Regions from separate parts of the Mus musculus genome. Here region 2 is linked to region 1. Evidence: chromatin contacts called from public HiChIP or PLAC-seq data. All regions are on one chromosome and are shown on one strand. Each heading gives the region's core, a stretch centred on a gene start, on an enhancer-like site or on the middle of the called end of the contact. The rest is flanking DNA. Distances are from core to core; before and after follow the strand shown. Region 1 overlaps Fars2 (phenylalanine-tRNA synthetase 2 (mitochondrial)). Region 2 has its middle 30 kb from the start of Gm40913.

Region 1 (7,505 bases), core at 3,464-5,963:
AGGTTTGGAATCTCTCTCCTCCCGTCCTCCCGTCCTCCCGTCCTCCCATCCTTCTGTTGGGTTGGCCCTTCCGTTGTGGTTGCCATGTTTGCCCTTCTTTCCCTCTCCCGTATCCCCCTTTCTATATTGCCTGTATGAGTTCATATGGTTGGTAAATAAAATTTCAGACATGGTGTATGGAGGCATGTCTTATTATTTTCATTTTTCTCTCCTTTCCCCTAGAGCTAATTCAAGGTGTCCCCACAGCCTGAAATGTCAAAAGAAAACTATCGAGGGAAAAAGTAATGGAAAATAACTATTATAAGCTTCCTTATAGCTTAGACGAAACTCTTCCCTTTTGACCCTTTTAAACAAATGCACGTCTTGATCCAAGGAAGGCATAATTGCCCTTCTCCCCAGAACACACTCTGTAAAATGACTAGCTGCGGAGGTTGTCCTTCTGGGAAGGAAGGTCAGCCAGAGTGGAGAACTTTGTTGTGTTTCCTCCCTCCCTCTCTCCCTCCCTTTCATCACCTTTGTTTTCTACCCACTCAAATAATAAAACCATTTTCCAACTATAGAACCTGGAGGTCACCAGTGTGACTCTGGCTAATCCTTGGGGAAGTCATAGCCACCTTAAATTAGAATGTAGTTTTGTTTTCTTTTTGTTACTTCAGAGGCACAGTCCTGCCAAAGGTAAGATGCAAATTGTCTTTGGCTCCTACCTTCATTTTACCTTCTCTTTTCTGCATCACTGTTAAGACACACACTCTGCTGTCACTCCTCATGGTAAGCCCTCTGCTCCCAGTGGGACCCCGAGAACTCGCTCGCACATGGGCCTTTGAAGTTTTGCCAACTGTTCTCCATGATTAAAAATGAATTGGAAATGGAAGCCTTGCCTGTGTTCTGCAGACACTTCTGGGTTCTAATCAGATAGAATCGTGAAAGGTCATGAACAAAAGGTTCAGGAGACATGCAGAAAAAAAATCGAGGCCTGATCTTCAGACCCTAAGGGAACATGACTTCTTGAGCCTCTGGATTGGCTCCTCTAGATCTGCTCTTTAATTTGGTCAGAGGATTATCAGTTAAATTTTACCCAAAGCTAAGCCAGTACCACTGAAGTGGTAGCTCATAAAGTGCAGGGCTGGCTTGAGCCTCACTAATTATCTTCCCAGCTGATGTAAGCAAGAGCCAGAGGCACATAATAGAAGAATTTGTTCTCTGAGATCTCTATTTAAATTTGCTTTCTGCAGGAATAGGAAATAGATTACAACTTGTAGATCAGCCCTAATTGAGTAGTTGCCTAGAGTCTAGGGTGAGAAGTCTAAGGACCAGCTTAGACTCTTTAGGCTATCACAGTCACTGCGAGGCCATGCCTGAGCAGCCAGCCAGCACTTGAAGGTCTGCCTATGGCAGAAAAACTCACCTTGTTAAAATCATGGGTCAGAAATGGTCATGGTGCCTCATGTCTATAATTCCAGAAGTAAGGCAGGTAGATTACTGAGAGTGTAAGACTGTCCTAGGCTATGTAGCAGGTTTCAGGACAGTCTGGATGACAAATGAGATCCTGTGTCAAAAACAAACAAACAAAGAAACAAACAAAACATCCCATGAAATCACTATGCCCGGGTTATTCACTAAGGACCCCTATGAACATATTCATTTCCTTTCCCGTTGAAGGAAAGGCAGCTTCATACTCAAGTCTTCTGAAATGCTGTGCCCTTCTGTGGTTAATGTGAAACAGAAGATGGGTTTCAGAAGGGCCACTTACACTGAATTATACTTACTGTCTCTGCTTGCAGGAATGATACAAGTCAGCATAAGATAAAGTCAAATGAGACCTTTTGAGAATTTTTTCAGCTTCTAGAATATTTGCCAATATTTGAGAGGGGGGGGGGAATTGGTGAAATTCCTGAATTTTCACTACAAAAGCTGGACATTGTCATAGAGTTAGGTTGCCACAGCAGTTCCAACAGACTGAGCCATGTGGGACACTGTGAATCTATTTCTGAATAGAGTCAGAAAAGCTGTTTCTCTGAGTCTTCCTTTCCTCCTTGGTGTGTAGATGGCACTTGCTTTAGGTGTCCTCATAAATTTTTCCTCTCAATACACTACTGTCCTTATCACTTCTGATATGGTTCAATATAGTGGCTTTCTTTGAATGAATTAGTCCTTTCAAGTCCTATCTTTTAGTGTAGTTAGGTTCTCAGATACTGGTTTTCAAGATACAAGCTTTTAAGAGTAACAGTTAGCATTGATACTTAGTTAATAAGCTCTAATCTTGTAACTCTGAACAATAATGGATGAAAAAGTATCTTCTCGGTATGATATTAAGACTGAAACTCTTCTGTGAAGATTTTAAGAACTCTATATCCTTATTTACAAGCACACGGGCATCATTTAATCATAACACACAGTGGTAACTATGATGGTTAATTTCCGCAGTTATTAGCTTTACTGTAAAAAGCTGGACTGGCCTAATGAAAGACCATCATTTTGATGTTTATTCCAGAGTACCAGAGAAACAGAATGGGCAGGTGTCCAGTGTGCCTACAACTAACTCTGCAGAAGATGGAGCATGTCTGAAGATGGGCTCCTTCGCCAGGCCTGCTGAGATGATGTGTTTGATGTGGGCAGAGGACAAGTTGAGTGGTATCTGAAATGATTGGCTGTAGTGGTTTAAATGTCAGAAATCTGAGTACACAGAACATTGTGTATTTATCTTGTTTAATAATAGAAATCACAGTGTTTCTCCACCACTTCACGCCTTCAGTTCCTGCTTGCATTAGCTATTATCCTAGTAGCAAAAGCTATTAACATGAAAAATGAATGCCAGTTTCATCACTGGGAGTTCTTGCTTCTTACAGTTCCTTAAATATATTTAAAATGTTTTATCAGTGTTCTGATCAAGAGTCAGGGATGTGGGTCATTTGGCTATGCATAGTTCCATTTTAAGTAGAGTTTTCAACATTGTCTCTTTGAAAAATATAATTCCCGAATTTATTTTTTCTACCCTAAATTAGTAATTCATTGACCTTTCTTTATAACAGGAGCTGCAGCGGCTGAAAGCAATTAAGTGTTTTACATTATCGTTCATGGTGAATAAACAAATAGATTTTAGTCCTCTTTCCCTGGGCTGCTGTAATTCAGCAATCGTAGCTAATTACACAGCTCTGGAGCCCTATGAGAGGGATGAATACCACCTCCCCAGTGCTCTGCTCTAGCTGCCTGTGTGTGGCTCTAGGGGATAGGGAGCCTCTCTGGGGTGTTTGGGACTTACATATTTGTTGAGTTAGGCAATTTATGCTACTCAAAGTTTCAGTAAATGGAATCTAGGACAAAGCTTCAAAAAATAGGAAATGATTAATTTTTTTGATATTTTAGAGTTCTAAATTGGAAACATGACTACTGTGATAAAACAGTTGATTCCAGAAGATATGGTTTTCTGAAGGATGGAATTTTCAAGACCTTTATATTTTTTTCTCTTATTCTTTTCTCCAGACCTTTGGCTGTTTGATGCCATTGTTGAGGAGCATGGAGAGAGAGAGTAGAAATGATAAGGTGAATGGCTGAGCCAGCCTCCTGTCCAACAGAGAGGTCTGATGGAGCTTCTTTTACTTAAAGCTGTAGCCTTTAGCTCTTTTTGCTTCTGTGTTTCTCTTCTTGATTTTGGGTTGTTCTCAGGAGGAATTCAGTCATTGCTGTGCCCCTTATGTCAGTACTGATGATTCATGCCAGGCATTCAAGTAGGTGCTGGCAAAGTTGAACCTTTGTTGTGTTAGGTTTATTATTCACATATATTTTTTGTTTGTAGTTTTTGTTGTTTTGCAGAAAGTAGAATTGGCTGTATCTTGGCTGTAATTAAATTCTTCACACTTCCTAAAAGCAGTTATCCCTTTAGGTAAAATCCATATTTAGTTACTCACTGGATTGAGTTCCTGCCCATCACAACAAGATAGCAACTGCATGAAGAGGATGTCAGGACTTCTGAGTTAAGAAGAGGAACCTTCATTTGACTGAAGGAACCCACAGCTAGATGAGCCAGGATGCTCAAAACTGAAACAAGGGTTAGCCTTCCCTTGAAGCCAGGAGCACCAACTTCTTACCAAAGGAAGCTTTGGTGATGTGGGCACTGATGAAACCATGATCAGTTCTCTAACTTGTTTCTGTTAGAGACACTGTGGAGCCCAAGAGATTGGAATCCGTACCTTTTCTCAGGAAGAAGAATTCTAGAAGTAGCAAAAGAGGGAGTATGTCCCATGGAAGAGGACTCCTGTGGGTTTTTCCCCAAGAGTCTCTGGGCTGAAATGTATGCTGTAAACCTTCAGTCCAACAACTTGAGTAGTTACATTGTGGTGAGGACAGAGTCCGAGGGCTTGGGTCTAGTCATTGGTGTATATTTTGAGTAATTGTATCTGTTACTTTGGTCTAGTTCTCTGGGCCTCAGCATTCAGATCCATGTCCCAGGAATTGAGTAAACTGATAGCTAATGTTCCCATACAACAGTGTACCCATTTAAAACCTGCTTTTCTAAGTTGCCTATAGAGTTGTCACTTTTTGTGATGGTTTAAAGTAACTTCGGGATCATTTTCTTCCAGTTTGCTTCCGTTTTGCTTGTTGATGTCATCACATGCAGAAATAGAAAACTGTACAAAACTTGTTCTATGGTCCTGTGTTCCAGAATATCTATCTGATGAGCTCATTCATTGCTCTTTTACTTCTGAAAACTGAATCTGACTCAAATAGTAGTGACGAACTGCTTACACTTTGGGTCTGGCTGTGACCTACATACCCTGCTCCTTTGCTGTTAGGTTTCATTTTCCCTGCTGGATTGGGTTTTTAAACTCCATCTCCTTTCTTATGTATATAAATCAACATGAGGGGCACTCAGAACTGTAGCAGCTGTTAAGTGGTGGTTAGATCCAGCATAGACAGCTGTTCAGAGAGCAGTACTCTTGGGAAGTGTGTTGTCTTACAAAGACATAGTTCTGCCTGAATCTTTGCATCGGGAGTTTTGCCATTTGACATCATTTCAAAAGCTTGGTGTGGATCTGGTCTAAATCATGCCTTCTGACCTCAGGAAACTGTAGTTCTCAAAGTGTGTATGTTGCAGTGAGATATTCTACTCATGAGAACTTCACTTTCCAGCCAGTATGGAGGCTCCTGAAGGATTCATGGGAACACATCATGTCTCAGGGCTGCCTGGGATCTGGCAGAAGCAGAGTGTGAATTAAATGAGACCTGAGAAAGAAGAAAGTATTTCCAGTGGACAACCCATTGGGGAATCAAGGCCAGCAGAGTCTGGAGTAAAAACAGTTCCTCAATGGCTGCTTGCAGCTGAGTAGGCAGTGCTGTGTTCTCTTCTAGCAACACAACTAGATTATAGGTAAGGCTGTGGCCAGGGACAGACTGTCCAACCAGACTAGAGTATGCCAGTCTGATGACAAGCATGGTTTTCGTCAGTTTGGTTGGGATGAGTGAATGCGCTTTCTCATTTCTTTGCTAGCAGCTCTCATTGCTGCCTCAGACTCAGGGTGTCTTAGCATACTGAAGATGGCATCTACCAGTGTTACCGATACTGCTAATGCTATCTTGGTCTCACATGGGTCCGTTTCAGAAGTGTGGAGCAGATTTAGATAATATATAGATATATTAATATATATATGGCTCCTGGTGAGAAGGGTCTGTGCTAGAGCAGTTGATCATTAGAGAGAAGCGCTAAATGGAAACTACTCTGAAAGTCCACAGACAATCGAATAGCAGGGAAATTTGAGTATAGCAATAAATCGTGGGTGTGGTTGTTAGCAATCTAGCATTTTCCACCGAGAGAAGCCAAAAGGCTAACTATATATTTAAAGTCTGGCCCTGTGCTGGATGTGGGTGTTCTGAACATGGCTTTGATCTTTCCAATGCAGGATGACTTGTCCCCAGTTCTGCACATTTGAGTGCACACACACTGCTGGCAAGAATTTCAGATCTTTTAAAAGCAAATTCACAGAAACATCTAACCTCACCAACCTCTTTATGCCACCTGCTTTCTCTGTGAACACAGTCCTTACAGGCTTTCAAAGGCAGAAGCTTCAGAATTTGCCAGTAAAAGGCATGACTCCTAACACATGGATGCCGTGGCTGACAGTAGCAGGTTTTAACTCTGCCATGCCTGCCTCACCTCGCCATTGTTATGTGTGTGATGCCAGCTAACACAGGAAATGGACACACACATTTGTGTGCTCACAACCTACTTGGGGTTGGCAGTATTATCTCTTACATATGGCTAACCTGCCCATGGAAAGGAAGCTCCTCCCTTCTAAGTCTGATGTTTAGCACTTCTTGACTTGTAATGGCTAAAAATGAGTTTGAAGCAAATTCTTTTTCATCTTCTACCAGCTATTAATTTTCAGTACTTTAATTTGTGTTTGAAAAATCAGTTAAAAGTGAAAGTTCCCAGTCAAGAGTAAGTAATTGGTGGGCTAGGATAGAAAGCTAAGGCTCACAATGGTTTTAAGAGACTAGAGAGAGGGCTGATACACTAATTGTTGGTGGTAATGGCTTTTAAGAGAACCATAGAACATAACTGAGGCTTAATTTTCTAATTAATCAGGCTCCTTTCTCAGTGGCCTAGCCTAGCAGTTTGTGACCCCTAGGACGGCAGGTCTGACTGCAGGCAGGGCAGGCATATTTTGATGACATATGGCAAGCAAACCAGAGAGAGAACAGAGTAAGAAAGACCAGGGGAACCACACCCAGGGAGGAGATCGCCAGTCTCCCCTGCAGGGATTCGGAGGCAAGGTTTTTTTGTGTTGTTAACAGTCCAGACATTTATTCATAAATGGTCAGACCTGATGATCTCAAAGTTTGTCTTCCCATGTTTGGGGTCTGCTGAGCAAATAATGATTATTTCCCAGGACTGCAATTTGCAGATATGGGAAATAAACATGATGCTAGCTTTTACAAGAGGAGAGTATATAACTTATTCCTCATTGATACCTTTTAATTATTCTAATATCCCACTCTTCTCCTATATATGATGTATTCCAAAAGAGACTAACTAAATCTTTGTAAATAAAAGCAAACTCTTGAACATAGTTGAGTCTGATGTAAACTTTATTGCTATGTGCATGGAGATGAGCTTTACCTGACAAAATCTAATACAAGTTAGCGTTCCACATCTAAGGGAGGATCAGTCCTAAAAGAAGTTCCTCCTAGCTGAGCTTTGCTGAAGTGAGTGTTCAGTCTCAATTGTTTCCTTTTTGTTGCCACTGAGAGCTATAAAATGAAGACTAGTAGGAGATGGATTTTGAGTAAGTCAGTGAGTGAGTGAGTGAGTGAGAGTGCTGAGTAGTGGTGGCTGAACCAAAAAGCAAGGGTGGATGCCAGGATAGATCCATGGAGTGGGAAAAGAAGACCCTGCCACAGAAATGGGCAGGCTGAGCTGAGACCTGGCACGGGAGCAGAAGCCAGTGTGGCGGTGGAAGGGAACTTAGGCTGTGTGCAGAAGTGTAGACACTGCCTGAATGGGGCCAAGG
Region 2 (7,505 bases), core at 2,163-4,662, 990 kb after region 1:
GGATGAAGATTATAGGAGATTGGAGAGGGTGAATGTCCAAGGAAAGCACACATCATGAAAGAGGGATGATAAGGTCACCTTCAGGAACTAAGCAAGCCATCAGGAAACCATTAAAAGAACACCTCTCTCCTCTCTGGGGTTGTTCATCAGCTTCATGGATCCTTCATATTCATATCTCCCCACTTACTCTGCATAGAGAGAACCCATATTGCTTCAGCTGTATGTAGGATGCAAAGTAAAAGATGCTAAAAATCACCACTACAACCCAGGACTGCACTGACACAGCTATGCAGTCCAGGCCCGGCATGTGTGTGGTCATAACAGCGGCATTAAAGAGGTAGAGAGAGGAGAAAGCCATTTTAGCCCCCTCGCCCCTCCTTTTTCCTTGACAAAAGCTCCTCTGGCCTAAATTCACTCTAAGTCACTCCAAGATTCAATAGAAACTCAAAGCAAACTGCATGCTAATGGCTTCTCAAAAGTAAACACATTATAATTGAGCCATCTTATTCCTTGGCACATACAGCAGCTGGTCTGACCACACACATGGACTATTATGCCCGGACTCAGTGCCATATTTTCAGAGGGGAAAATGACAAAGTGGACTACACTCAGGAAAGTGTTCCACATGATAAATGGTGGGAGAAATGAGTGCTCTATAATCTTCCTGTGAGGGAGGCAGGAGGGCTGCAGGCATGAGGGGAAGTGGCTGGCAGGTGGGACGAGGATTATAGGAGATTGGAGAGGGGACATTAATCAAGCAAAGAAGCCCATCAAGTGAATGTGAGTGAAAGCACTGTTCGAAGTCCATTTCCTCATTCTCTAAGCGCAGCAGATTGGGGTACACATACATATGGTTTTCAAGGCAGGTACCTACAGCCTCTCTGGTAGGGGAATGGGAAAAGCTTTTCTCCTTGTGAGTTTGTAAATAGAAACCAAAAGCATCAAAACTATATATAGCTTCTCAACACAATTCTTCCTACAAGCTTATTTTAAGAAAATAACCAGAAATGTTTTCGAAGAATGTTACAAATGAACACTTGTCAGAATAATAATTATACTTACAACCTAAAGGATACACTGGGATCTGCAAGATGGTTCAGCCAGTAAAGGCATTTACTGTGCAACCCTGGTGATATGAGTTTGAACACAGAGGTAGAAAGAGAGATCGGACTTCATAATGCTGCCCTCTGACCTTGTATATATGCACACACATGTGCACATACATTATGTACACAGACAATGATAGTAATAACTTAGAAGGGGAGAAACTAACTAAATGCCCAGCAGAAATCTATAAAAGTTTTCTGGTATGGTGTTTGTCATGTTCCTGTCGCTGCAAAAATATCTTGCTCATAGCTTCTGTAAGCTCTTCCACAGTCCCGGCAGTGTTTGCTCAATCTTGCAGGTAAGGAAGTTAAAGAACAAAGATCGGGCAATGGGTAGTCACGCTGGAACACCAGCATGAACACCCAGGATTGCTCTCAGCTCCCAGGTAATGTTTAGCAGTGCTGGAACACCAACATGAGCACCCAGGGCCCCAGGCTCCACATCTGTAATCTCATTAAGTGGATTTAAAAGTTATAGAATGATGACTGTGGTATACTGGGAAGTATAATGCAAAGTTCAAGGACAGTCTTAGCTAATCAGAAGACAGCACTCACAACCTGATGGCCTATCTCAAAAAGAGAAAAGAGAAGAGAAGGACATTCATTAATATTGGTTAGTAAAACGTACTTAATTTGGGTTTTAGAAACTAGGAGTATGCAGTCATTAGGCATCTTCTATTCTCCAGCTTCCCGTGTCGTTTCTGCAATTCACCTCCAGTTCATAGAGATTCGCTCTTCCAACACAGTCAGATGTTGAATAACCAGGAGCTGACTTGCCGTCTCTGGCTAATTTTTACTCTTCTTCAACGGCTATCGCACAGAGGATCGACGGATATAAGATACTACCAAGCAGAACTTTATCTTTATATCCCTTAGAGGAGAAGTATTTTCAAGGAAAAATTTCAGCACTTGGAGCGAGGGAGATGTCTCCGTGAGTGATGACACTTGCTCTACAAACAAGAGAGCCTGAGTTCAAATCCCCAGAACCCACATTAAAACAGGCAGGCAGACTGAACATCCCTGTGACCCCAGCCTTGGGATGTGAAGACAGGGGTATCCTGGAATCTTGCTGGCCAACCAACCCAAATGAAAAATCGAAAGTTAATCATGAGTATTACTTTTTTGTTCTGCCTGGTTTGGGTTGTTCGAGACAGGGTTTCTCAGTGTATGGGTTTTAGCTGCCCTACAACTCCATCTGTAGACCAGGCTGATTTCAAAACTCAAAGAGATCCACCTGCCTCTGCTTCCCAAGTGCTGGGTGGGATTAAAGGTCTGTGCCATCACACCTTGCAGGTATGACTTTTTCTATTCATCTTAGAATAATTGGATGGTAAGTGTAATTTCCTACATATGAAGTCTCAAAACATCATATATCAATCACAGGTTCCTTTTTAAACCAAGTCAAAGCTTTTATCTCTCTTTGATTCTGACTAGTTCATGTGTAGACAGGAATAATAAATCCCTTGCATTTAAAAAATGTTGCCTTTTCTACTTTTGAAAACATTTTCTGGTAACTTTGAACTCATTCGAAAGTACAAACCAAGGTTTGCAACTCTCAGTCTTTCCCAATTTTCCATTAAAAGCAAGCTCAGAAACATAAATAACCAGACCAGGAGTTATTAGAATCTCTTTATGTAAGTACCAAGTAGAAGGAATACATTGATAGAATTTTCCCCAACAAAGCAATACAAAGAAGTTAGCCACATCCACAGGTATATTACTCTGAGTCCTTTTTCACCTCTGATTGAGATCAAGAGTACCATGTCGACTTGGTTAACACCAGGAGCCATTGGCACACTCAGAGGGGCAAAGGACAGAGGGGTTTCCAGTGCTCCAATGGATAGTATGTGTGTTTTGCTCTGATTCATAGAGAACATTGGCTACATGGATCCTGGCCACAGCTGAACTTAATTGCTAAGCGGTGGTAGGAATGCAACAGAAATAGGTTCTTGTACATTAGCTGACTAATCCTTAACCCTCAAATAGTGAGCTGTAGTTTGGAAGCTCTTGGCAGAGGAGGCCCTTCTGACAGTCTTTATGTAATTGTCCTTACCAAAGGCACAGGGCCCTCCTTCATAGCCTCGTGGGTTTTGTGTTTGGTTTTGGCTCTGCTTTGCCGCAAAGGCATCCATTTTGACTGTGACAGTTTCACACGTATTACTGACAGTTGCTGACAGAATACTCACAATTGCTCTCAAACAGGCAAGTCTGATTTATAAAGAGCTGGGAAGGGTTAAGGGTTGTTACCTCATCTCTTTGTGCCTTTGACTCAAGAACGCCTACCAAGGTTTGTGAGTAATCTGATACCATCACGAGGTGTGGGCAGCCTCCCAGTGGAGTCTCCTATCCTCATTGGAACTGTGCAAGCTACAGTTCTGAGTTAGTCGTCACCTTAGATCATATCACCTCCTTTCTCTGTGCTGCTCCAAACCAATTCAGATGTGGAAACAAAAACATCCCCTCATCTTCAGAAAAACACAAAACCCAGAAAGCTAACAGTGAGACCTGTGCTCACACTAGCGATCTGGCTGACTTCATCAGGACCCTGGAGGTTAAGGAACACAAAGACATTTATGGCATCAGTGCAAACTACAGAAACTACACAAGGACAGGTTGGCTCCAAAACATCTTTGATCACATTTTTTCCATTGCTGTTGACTGGTTAAGGCTTTCTGTCTTTCTTCCACCCCTCCACCTTTTCTCTATTCATTCTCTAAATGATGTGTAATTTGGGGGTATAGTATTCAACCATTTTATTGGGTTTTTTTCTTCTGTTAGCCCAATGTGATCTGTTACATTATTTTAAAAAATAAAAACAAAATAGAACCAGTTCCTGATCAGAAGAATGTAGTTATTAAAAATATTTACTTTTGTGCCACTTCCATTTGAGTCATGACCTCTCAGAAGACATTTATTCCAATCTTTTATACTTAGTTGTATGTATGTATATGTGTGTGTGATGTATATGTGTGTGATGGATGTGTGTGACCAAGTGTAGTACAGCACCCATTTGTAGGCAAGAGGACAGTTTAGGACAGTTTTGCAGAACAGGTTCTCTCCTTCTACCTTTAGTAGGCTCAGGGATGGAACTCGGTCACCAGGCTTGTGTGGTAAACCCTATTGTCACTGAGCCATCATGGTTCAGTCTTAGCAAGAGAGAAGCCAGAAGAGGCAGGAACAGCACTGAGGGATGGAGGGAGGGAAATGACCAGCTCTAAGGTCTCATGCCAGTGAGTGGCAAAGTTAGCTAAAAATCTGTTTGTTGCACCATGATGCTATTTGAATCAATCTCAATGGAGCAGGGGGCGAGGGGTTATGTGCTTTCTATTAATTCTACAAATACTAAAACAAATAACCAGTACAAACTACTACTTTGTTAATAGCACTATGAGAGAGTAAGGCATCCATTGAACACTCTTACCCTTTTAATCATCACATGTTTTTGAGCACACAAATATTCCAGGCTGGATAAATGCCTTGTCTGACAGATAGATCCTTTGCATCATGTCCCTAAAATGCCTTCCCTAACATGACTACCAATAACGTCCATTCACTCAAGACTCTTCAAATTTCTGTGCCTCCACCTTACCTCTGTCTACCCTTGTAGATCAAAATGACTTAGTCACCAAGCCAAATTTCTGGCTGATAAGCAAAATCAGTGTTTAATTTTATATTTATTCACTTATTTCTTTATCTGTGTGTATATGTGTTATAGCTCTAATTGTAATATTTTCCAGAGGCTTTTGGTAGTATGCCTTAGTGCAGCCAATGACTGACAGCTGCCTAACAATATTAACTATGAATAGATATTGATGCTCTCAAACATATTGTCTGTACCCACTGAGGCAATCTTAACATTTCCCCTTTGAATTGGAGATGAAAATTACAAAAACAATGTTTCTCCTGAAACCAGTTTTGGCATTCCAGTATGACCCAGTGTGACCACGTTGGTTCACACAGCTAGGTTTGATTTATCAGTATTTACCTTGGTTTGAGTCTTCTAACCAATCCAATTTTAGGGAGATGGTTTATTGGAAGATTTATCCCTGTCTCCTTGACCTTTGATGGCATTTTGCTTTCTGTTTTATATCTATCTTATTAAAGGCACATAAAATTGATTGCACCAGTGTTCATAAATGACCTCATGCAATCTTCACCCAATTTCAGAACCAAGATAGCACTAACTACATGAAATAAATTCCCTCTTCCACTTTTGGGAAGAATTTCTATAATGTATTTATTTCCTCTTTTGATCTATGCAATGATTCAGGCTTAGTTTTCTTAATGGGAAGATCCTAAGCTAGCAATTTTACTTTCTGAGAATGGCTAGAGGGTGCTGCTTTTCCGCGATTTATTTTAGTCAGGTGTTCTGAAGAGCTGTCTTTTGTCTGAATTTTCTGATTATTGGCATATAATTGATCACAGAACTCTTTCCAACTGCACCTCCTTTATCTATGACCTTTTTATTATCAATTGCCTACTTGGGTCATATCTCATTTTAACAGCATAAATGTATTGAGTGCTTTCTGTATTCCTAAGCTCTGAACCAAGCTTTGGCATTGAATGTTATCCCTGCTATGTTTTGCTCATCCTTCTTTTTTTTTTTTTCCTTCTATTTCCTCAAGCTTATTCATATTGCTGCTTTTCTCCCAAAACTTAAGATAGCTTTTAAATTCAGTGATTCTAAACATTTCTCCATATAGTCAATCATTTTTGATTGTAATAATTTCTCCATTTTTCCATATAGTCAATCATATTTTCCTCACACACCCCCCCATTTTGTTTTGTTTTGTTTTGTTTTGTTTTGTTAGCTTTACCCTCAGGTTTAATTAATTGGTATTTTCATTATGATTTTATATTGTCTCTCTGATTATAAAGCTTTGAAGTTTTCCCAGATTGCCTCTAAGTCTAGGGGCATATACAGAACTCCATAAACTCTTGTGATTTCTCATTAAAGTATTTGAATCTCAGTAATACCCATTAGTTGAATTGTTAACTGTTTTCAAACCTTCTCTGCCTTTTATTATGTTTTGTTAGCCAATCCAATACAGGACAGATAATTTAATGAAAGATAGGTTTCTCTTTTTTGTAGTGTTTGGCTTTCTGTGTTTATAACTATTTTATTAGAGGCATATAAATTTATAATTGGTATGATGTGCTGGGGAATAGAATCTTTTAACATTTCCTAGTTACCCTCTATATTAAGCTGTCTTATCTTTTGTTTTCTACACTAGTATCCTGGTTGTCTTGGAATTTGTGGGGTTTTGGGTTGGTTTTGTTTGTTTGTTTTGGCTTGTTCAGTTTGTCTGGTTTATCTTTTATTTTTAATCAATGTCTTGATTGTTGTTTATTGTTTCTTCTTATCTAAAGGGTAAATTGGTTGATTGTTTCTAAAGAGCAAATAAATAGCCTGGTGTTTGATATCTCAGTCTGACTAAGCTCTGCCTTTAAATTGGTAAGTCTAGTCCCTCTTTGTTTATTGTGAATGCTGAAAAAGTTAAATAAATTTAGTCTATTTTGATCCTAGTACTTCTGCTTCCTGATTCTGCACAATAGCTGCATTTTTCTTCATAGGTCTCTGGATTTAACTTCTCTCTCTTCCTCTGTCCCCTCCTCCCCTCTCTTCCTACCACCCCCTATTTCTTCCTCTTCATGTCAACCTCCTCCTGCTTTCTAGATGGTGTGTGTGTGTGTGTGTGTGTGTGTGTGTGTGTGTGTACAGGTGCCTTCTGTGGCCAGAAGTGGGAGTAAATCTTATCATATAAACCATCTAAACATCACACCAAACTCAATCCAACTGCTCCCCTCCTCAGTGATACCCAACTTACAAACCGCACCGCAGTTGTTTCTCTTCCAACTCATACGCCTTTCTCATCTAGGTTTTAGAAACCTCACTGATCTGATGACACCACTGTCGCTGCTTTTAATAGTTAAATACAGGTCTCTTCCAGAGCTGTCTCCTTCTCTCTAAAATAGATACTCGGCGTTTCATTTAGTGCATACCTCTTAGCGTTTGCTTGAAAACATTTCGTCTTATTCTGCCCATCTCTGTGTAGTCTTGTGGTTAGACTCTCGGACAGCTATTCACTTGTCTATTTTCAATGCTCGTATTTTCTTTTCTTTTGCCCACTGGTTTCAATTGGTGCTGCTGACAATTTAATATTAACCACCCCTTTATGCTTTGAAGATGATCTGTCTTTTCTTTTTAAAGCCTTCAAGGTTATCTCTTTGTCTCTTATACTACAACAATCAGTTAATTAATACAATGAAATGTATTTTGCCCATTCTACCCTTTCTGAATGAAATCGTCCATCTTTCCCCATCCTCTCTAGTCTCTCATTTGAACCTTCTACGAACCTTCTACGAATGTACTCCTGTCTTCTGTGATTTTTCTAACTT

What was found. HiChIP or PLAC-seq counts read pairs in DNA pulled down with a chosen protein or histone mark.
Region 2: a contact with region 1 is called in an H3K27ac HiChIP or PLAC-seq map of regulatory T cells, with 15 times the contacts expected there. The contact joins two enhancer-like sites. A contact is called at or near these places in 1 of 15 datasets of contacts at CTCF or cohesin (the NIH/3T3 cell line), 1 of 484 Hi-C or Micro-C datasets (bone marrow-derived macrophages), 10 of 115 datasets of contacts at active chromatin or transcription factors (the NIH/3T3 cell line, SST interneurons, acute myeloid leukemia and 6 more) and 1 of 9 other capture datasets (embryonic stem cells).

Annotation. Positions count from the first base shown.
Region 1 is chr13:36,304,423-36,311,927 of GRCm38.p6, forward strand. All of the region lies in intron 4 of Fars2 (phenylalanine-tRNA synthetase 2 (mitochondrial)), which reads left to right. Among named protein-coding and RNA genes, the nearest start is that of Gm40912, 100 kb to the left of the region's middle. Within about 2 kb of position 4,714, at least 21 of the 459 cell types and tissues checked have an H3K27ac peak or open chromatin away from gene starts, as enhancers often do. A contact at or near this core is called in regulatory T cells, where this site is marked.
Region 2 is chr13:37,299,674-37,307,178 of GRCm38.p6, forward strand. No RefSeq gene overlaps it. Among named protein-coding and RNA genes, the nearest start is that of Gm40913, 30 kb to the right of the region's middle. Within about 2 kb of position 3,413, at least 22 of the 459 cell types and tissues checked have an H3K27ac peak or open chromatin away from gene starts, as enhancers often do. A contact at or near this core is called in regulatory T cells, where this site is marked.